2 separate regions of the Sus scrofa genome follow, and region 1 is linked to region 2. Evidence: chromatin contacts called from public promoter capture Hi-C data. All regions are on one chromosome and are shown on one strand. The core of a region is the stretch at or near the end of the contact, and the rest is flanking DNA. Distances in the headings are between cores, read along the strand shown.

The links. Promoter capture Hi-C pulls out the DNA fragments that hold promoters and counts their contacts.
Region 1: a promoter capture Hi-C map of liver shows a contact between it and region 2, with 4 times the contacts expected there. The contact joins the promoter of RNF141 here to the promoter of CTR9 in region 2. A contact is called at or near these places in 1 of 5 promoter capture datasets (liver) and 1 of 2 datasets of contacts at active chromatin or transcription factors (alveolar macrophages).

Annotation. Positions count from the first base shown.
Region 1 is chr2:48,983,953-48,987,737 of Sscrofa11.1, forward strand. RNF141 (ring finger protein 141) reads left to right here and starts at 1,567. Exons shown (of 6, transcript NM_001252196.1): 1 at 1,567-1,602.
Region 2 is chr2:48,727,792-48,731,891 of Sscrofa11.1, forward strand. It overlaps CTR9 (RNA polymerase-associated protein CTR9 homolog), which reads right to left and starts at 1,689. Exons shown (of 26, transcript XM_021083325.1): 1 at 1,261-1,689; 2 at 1-75. The coding sequence starts at 1,305.

The sequences.
Region 1 (3,785 bases), core at 317-2,816, 260 kb after region 2:
TTTCAGTGATATGGGTAGCTCATGCCTTAAAAAAATGGAAATTTTCCAAGGCTTTCAGCAACCCCCTTTTAAAAGCAGGCTGAGGGAGGGGCATGATGAGTTGTTGCAAACTTCTTGGTGTCTGGATCCTTTGTTTTTGTAGCTGTCCATGTAGGTCAGGTCACGATGTTCCTGTTTTTCTCTGTTCAGGTCAGGTCGTGGTCAGGTTATCTGCATATTTCAAGCTATAGGCAATATTCTTTTACAAAAGGTGCAGAGCATGACTAAGCACAGGCAACAGACCTAATATGGAGTCAGATTTGTTCTTCCGTTATTGCATGTCAGGTTTTGCCCTGGTTGTCAGGGAGACAATCCTCAGTACCCTTTCCATAAGGTATAAAAAGGAGTACACAGACACATGGACCTGGCCCTAATGAAGTCTCACCCAGGCAATTTAGAACAAGAGTTAAAAGCGCAGGATCAGAGTTCAGTCAGCTTGGGTTTGAATCTGCTTCTGCTCCTTACTGATTGATCGTGGAAAACGTAATTGACTTTCCTGCTTCTTCAACTGTAAAATATAAGTGTTAAGAATACCTACCTCATGGGATTGTTGTGACGATTAAATGAATTCATGCGTTCAAACTACTTAGAACAGAGCAAGGCATGTAGTAAACTGTCTACACATGTCTATTATCAGAAGGCAGGATTAGTTCTTTACAAGGTAAATCAACAAATGACAGGGGGGAGGATGAATGTGGAAACAGGAACAAGCATAAACAGTAGTTTAATTTAGCTGCTAAGCATACAGGCAACAGGGTCAATACCAATTCCTGGAGTTAAACCTTTGCCTTGCTGTTTATATACGGAGTGAACTATTTAAACAAGAGCAATGCCTGTAAAGTGCCTAGTAAAGTATTTAGTACACAATAGATGTTTAATAGAGAGTAATTATTACCTACAAATGTTCTGAAACGCCAAGATTTGGCCAACATAAGTTCATAATAATAATAGTTGCCATGTATTAGGCTTACAATTTTGAACCTGTACTTTGTATTCTCTTTCACACTTCTTAACCTAGGTAGGTGAGCATATGGTCCCTTTTCATGATAAAGAAACGAGACGATATTTGTGTAGCTATACCAGTGGGAGGTTGGAAGCCTAAGTAGTGGCTTGCACTACAACACTCGACCAAACCGGAGCTCGCAGTGCCTTTGTCACCAGCTGGGCTTTTGCTAGGGAGATGGGGCCAGGAGAGGCAGCAATCTGCCAGGCCGCAGCCATGGCCGCCTCATGGAGCCTTAGCCACGGGGAGCCTGCCAGGCAAGGCCTCTCCCGCCGCCACTAGGTCACGGCACCCTTCTCGCCTTTCGCCGCCACCGCTCCCTCTCGGATGGCCTCTGGGCCTGGCCTGGAAGGTGTTCAGAAGAAGGGAAGCCAGAGATCCTGAGCCGAACTTTGCGGAGGAAGGTTGAACACTGTTTCCAAGCAACGCGCTGGAGGCGGGGCTTGTGCGTCACTGAAGTGCGACCAAGTAGCGGACCTAGCAGCCCCGCCGCCCGTGGGGCTGAGCCGCTGGCTGGGGCGGCGCCGCAACTGCCGGAAGCGGGATGCCTTGAACCTGGGGTGAGCTCCGCCTGTCGCCGCTTCTTTTCCCAGCCTCTCTATCACCCTCGGTACAGGAGTAGAAACATAGGCCAGGCTTTGAGTGCCGCTCCGGGCTTCTGTAGGGAAACAAACCCCACCCCGTCGCCTTTTCTAGGCCTCGGCTTAGGACTGGCGCAGTCTTTCTCACTTTGTTTGTAGTAGCTGGGTGTGGAGGTGGCTTTTCCCGTTGTGAGGGGGCGGGTGGTGGCGTTGGAGGGGCGGGGGCGGGAGAGAGCTTTTCTTCCTCGAGCGCGGACCCGCTTTTGAATATTGGCGCCGGTGCAGTCTGTCCGCCAGTGGAGGCAACTGTTGGTCGTAGCGCAGGTGCGCTTGAGGAAGGGTGGTGGTGGGAGGGTGGCGGTTGTGTTTAGTAAACGCCCTGGTGGGGCTGGAAACTGTGAGCCCACAGCGCACTGGACACCCGGTATTAGAAAGCCTTGCCTGGGCTCGGTCTCCTTAACCTGCCTTCCCTTTCTAAATTAGCTTAGACTACTCTTCTTCCCAAAGGTCTGGCCTTGTCGAACCAGCTGCCGTGAGACCCGAAGTTTGCTTGTTAATGGTGGTACTAATTCCTGGAAAGGAAACTTTCTGTTTTCGTTTTTGAAATGATTTATTTCAGTTGTTTTTATTATGTTACAAAATGTAGGTTTATTGTTATTGTTCAAGTTTATCCCCAGTCCCATTAAAATTGTAGTGTACAACCATATTCTGACCCTGTCCTGTTTCACAGTGCCAAATGATTCAGTTATCATCTCTGGCGTATTTTTAAAGAGGCATTGACACTTCCTATGGTTTATAATTCTTTTTTTTTTTTTTTTTTTTTTTTTTTTTGTCTTTTGCCTTTTTAGGGCCCCACTAGCAGATATGGAGGTTCCCATGCTAGGGGTATAATGTGAGCTGTAGCTGTCGGCCTGTGCCACAACATCGCCGGATCTGAGCCATGTCTGAGACCTACACCGCAGCTCACAGCAGGGCCGGATCCTTAACCCACTGAGGGAGGCCAGGGATCCAACCATGCCCTCATGTATGCTAGCGGGGTTAACCACTGAGCCAGGACGCGAATTCCCCTATGGTTTATAATTCTTAGCTCTTGTGCATGAAATGATTCTTTTCCACCACCTTCCGCCCATTTTTTTTTATTATAAAATGAGCTTCCAGTTCTGAATTTCTTCTGGAACATGAAGTGCCCCGGACAAATGATTCTGAATTTTCACCTCTGTATTGAAATCACTCCACTAAAAAGTGTTACTTTCTGAATTTAAAACTCAAAAATAGTGGGAATTTTTCTCCTTTCCTTTGATGCTGACTGCCCGCAGTTTCTAGATGTTTTCTTCCAGGATATGGTTATATGTTTCCAAAATAACCATTTGGTATAAATGAACTTTATATTTGGTGTCTGTAGCCTGATCCTTCTTTTCACATCTGAACTCTTGACACACTTCCTGTCCCCTTCTCCTCCCCAAAAGGCAGAGAAGATCCAGAGAAAATTCTTACAAGTCTAGTTAGTGCATTTTTCCAAATATGAAATTTATCTAGTAAACACACTGGTGATATCAGAAATCTGTTTCGGTCTTAAAGTACTGTCCTTTTATAGTTTTTCTTTCTGTAAAATTTTTGTCTGATTAAGATCTTCGAGCCCAGAAAAGTATTCCAGACTCCATAGTGCTTCTGACTAGTTGTTATAACTGCTGTTAATTTCTTGTCTTGAAAGACCCTGGATAATCTGTTTATAGATTTAGAGTCTGGGTAAGGAATGAGAAGCTATCTTTAGGAACCTAGTTTTTTTGTGCTTAGCACTGATACTAAAGCAGACTTAACAGTGAAATTAGTTGATGATTATTTGGACTATAAATATCTGGTAAGTAAAGAAGTTGATACAAAATTTCATGGAGAACAGGTTTCAGAGGGTTTTCTCAGTACTACAGTGTTTGTGAACCAGTCATGTTGCACTTCCAGGCTTTTCATCTTTGCTTTAATCCTTTTATGAATGGATATGGTTTAAATTTTCATGGAGATTTTTTTTTTCCCCAGCTACCCATGATGTGATTTTCATATCTTTCTAAAGAATATTTGAATCACAACAGTTCATTTGTTAGAAAAATAAGTAACTGAGTGTATGTTACCACCCATCAGAGAATGTGGCATTTTTGGAATCCCTGATA
Region 2 (4,100 bases), core at 439-2,938:
TTGTGTGTGTTCCTGTTTCAGAATACTGATAACTTCATCTCCTTCAGGTAACTGATCGAAGTCAAGTTCGATGACCTAAAATACAAAATGTAGGTTTTTAACTCTTCTTTTTAAAGTCACATTTCTTCTTTGATGGCTGCTTTCTTGAGTATACATCAATATGGTTATACATAGGCTTTGTACTCCATTTCAATAGGGCTGAACAAGTGTATGTTAAGAAATGTTTAAGGAGCGTACAACAAATAGGTTATATAGTGGTATTAGAAGCAAACAAATTTTCTTGAATCCCTAGACCTATAAAACGCTGCAAAAGCTCTGCTTACTGAAAAATAAAATGATACTCTACTTAACGTTTAAATGCAAGTAAAGAGCAGATAAGCACCCCCAGAGACTCTGATGCCATTGGTCTGACAACCTGAGAAGCACAATTCTAGAAGCAATGCAAAGTTGAATACCACTGTAAACCTCAATCATGGAGGCAGCACTTGTGTCACACACTCCTGAATGTGGCACAAAAATAATAGTAGGAAAACGTTCTATAATTAGATAGTGGTGATGGTTAGACAACTTTGTAAATATTACTGAAAGCCACTGGATTTTATGGAAAGTGAAGTATATCTCAATATTGTATCTAAATAATCAAATAAAAAGAGTATGAGATCTCCAATAAGATAACATCGATGCTGGGAGCTTTACCCATACAAGTCATAGGCCACTCATGAAAGAGATGACAAGAAGGGAGAGTGGGTCAATTCTACTAGCACACAGCAGCGGCTATTATCTTGGGGTCCCTATTTCGCTGACAGAGCTTTGCTCGGCAGACCTGGGGCACCATGACACTCGAGTTTCTAAGGGAGAAAGGGCGACAACCTACATATTCCCAGGAGAGATACTTAGTTTGAGCAGCAGAGAGAACTCAGTGACATCAGCGCCCACCTCTGCGATCTGTGAGGTGCCTTACATTTTGCCAGGCACTCACACCTCTGCGCCCCTGAATTAGGAAAAGAGCAGAGCACTGCCAAATACGAACAGGTTGGAGGGGAACTTTCAAGAACTCCCTCTTGCCTCCGGAGGTTGCGGGGATCTGATGTTCCCAGCCTGGGAGGGCACAGGGGATGGGGAAGGAGGTGATCAGAGCTTCGGCCCCGGGAGTTCGATCTGCGGAGAGGGTGCTCTCGCCTCGGAAACGAAGTCGAGAGAAAGGGGGGGGGGAATCGTCCAAGTTCAGGGCCCCCACCCTCCCCCATACTCGGCACTTACCTCGTCAGTGTCCCGGAGGGGAATCTCGATGGAGCCCCGCGACATGGTGAGATCAGAAGGCGAGCGGGCGTCCGAACCCGCCGCTCCGCAGGCAGTACTCCTGGCTTCTGCTTCTCCGGAGGCTAGCGGCAGCTCGGACTCTGGTCTTGACTGCCGCCCCGCGGCGCCGCCGGAGCTCGGGCTTCTCCTTCCCGTCAGCCGCTCAAACAACGAACAGCAGACGGCGTCCGGCGACTTCCGGCAGCCCCGCCTCCTGCCCCGGAACTTTCCCCGCGGGAGGGGCTGTCGGAAGGGAAGCCTCCTCCGGTAGCTCAGGTTCCCCGACTTTAGGAGGAGGGCTCCGGGCTTCCGTTGGCGCGTTCACTTCCCCGAGGCCCTGAGGCTACTGAACCTAATGGCTCATTGACGCTGGAATAAATTCGCCGAGGGAGTATCCGCTCCGCCTACAGTAGGCGGGCGACGAATGAGGTGAAGACTAGGGGCCTGGCCGCTAACTGACATGGGAATTCTGGCCAATTATAGCCATCTGTTCCTGAGCTTGACTCCGCCCCCGAGCCTCGGACTTGGCCTCTGCCAAGGTGGGCCCGGCCAATCTCGTTTTCTTAATCTAGGTTGTCATAAAGAGTACAACCTTCTGTAACACAATCATTGGTTGCTCCTTTGGCTGCTCGCGGAGTCACCTGTGCTACCTCCGTGATCAGTTTAAATATACATTACAACGAATTCTGTCATCATTGTGATCATGTATTGTGTGAATTTTGCTTTTGTTTTTTTCTTTTGGTTCTTTGAAGCAAAGAGAATCTCTGAGAATCTGCTAGATTTGTAGTTTTAATAAAGTTGTTAAATAATTGGATTACATTTGTGATCAACGTTTTAAGTTGTAGAATTTTTTTTTTTTTTCCTTTTAGGGTCTCACCTGCAGAATATGGAAGTTTCCAGGCTGGGGGTTAATTTGGAGCTACAGTTGCTGACCTATGCCACAGCCACAGCAATGCTCGATCCAAGTCACTCTGCCACCTACACTGCAGCTCATGGCAACGCTGGATCCTTAACCCACTGATCAAGGCCAGGGATCAAACCTGCATTCTCATGGGTAATAGTCGAGTTCTTAACCTGCTGAACTGCAACGGGAACTCCAAGTCATAGAATTTAATTAAATACATTTAAATTCGTGTTTTCATTAAATTATAATGTGATTAAATTAGCTGGTAATCAGTGTTTTGATTGAGCCAGAGAGGAATCTGATTAAATAAATTTGTAAACACTGTCAGTTTTACCAGTATGTATCATCTTCATCTCCACCACCTCCATTCTAGCCCAAACCAATATCATCACTTTCCTGCAATACCCTTTGTCTCACCCAATACTTCATCCGCTTGAATCTGGCTAGTGTCCATGAGGATGCGTGTTGGATCCCTGGCCTTGTTCAGTGGGTGAGCATCCGGCATTGCCATGAGCTGTGAGGTAGTCACAGACGTGGCTTGGATTCCTTGTTGCTGAGGCGTAGGCTGGCAGCTGTAGCTCTGATTTTACCCCAAGCCTGGGAACTTACATATGCTGCCAGTGCAGCCCTAAAAAGAAAAGAAAAGAAAACAAAACAAAAAAACAATTTGATGTTTGTGTTTCCTCCTACCTCCCCTGAAACCTTTAAGTGGAAAATTCATTGAAATATATATCGATTAGTTGTCCAATACAGACATAATACTGGCTATGTAGGTAATTTAACATTTTCTAGTAGCCCCATTAAATAAGAAAAAGTAGATGAAATTAATTTTAGTAAAATATTTTGTTTTACTCAATATATCCAAAATATAATTTCATCATGTAAGCAATACAAAAACTGAGACAGTTTACTTCTTTTTATACTAAGTCTTGGAAATCCAGTATGTACTTTACACTTACATATTTAATTCAGTTGCTTAATTTTTTTTTCTTTTGTCTTTTGTTGTTGTTGTTGTTGCTATTTCTTGGGCCGCTCCTGCGGCATATGGAGGTTCCCAGGCTAGGGGTTGAATCGGAGCTGTAGCCACCGGCCTACGCCAGAGCCACAGCAAGCAGGGTCCGACCGCGTCTGCAACCTACACCACAGCTCATGGCAATGCCGGATCGTTAACCCACTGAGCAAGGGCAGGGACAAAACCCACAACCTCATGGTTCCTAGTCGGATTCGTTAACCACTGCGCCACGACGGGAACTCCCAGTTGCTTAATTTTAATTGAAGCTGCTGGACCTGTATTTAGATTACATAAAATTTGCAGTTGAAAATGAGTAGATCCACTTACTTCTTTGGAAAACCTGTGTTTTCCCAAACATACTTAAAAGATTTCCAATAACTGAATCACTTATCAGTTTAAAAATTATCATTTTTAGTTAATTAAAAATAAACGGGTGTTCCGGTCGTGGCTCAGTGGTAACAAACCCAACTAGTATCCATGAGGACGTGGGTTTGATCCCTGGCCTTGTTCACTGGGTTAAGGACCAGTGGTTGCCATAAGCTGTAGTGTAGGTTGCAGAGAGGCTCAGATCCCGTGTTGCTATGTCTGTGGTGTAGACCAGCAGCTACAGCTCCAATTCGACTCCTAGCCTGGGAACTTTCATGAGCCATGGGTGCAGTCCTAAAAAGACAAAACAAAACAAAAAATAAACAAAATTTGGAGTTCCTCTATGGCTCAACAGATTAAGGATCTGGCATTGTCACTGCTGTGGCAGGTTGAAGTTGTGGAGTGGGTTCAATCCCTGGCCAAGAACTTCCACATGCCGTGGGTGTGGCCAAAAACCAAAACAAAAAAATCCCCAAATTTAAAGAGTTCAATAACCAAGTGGAGTTAGTGGACACTGTA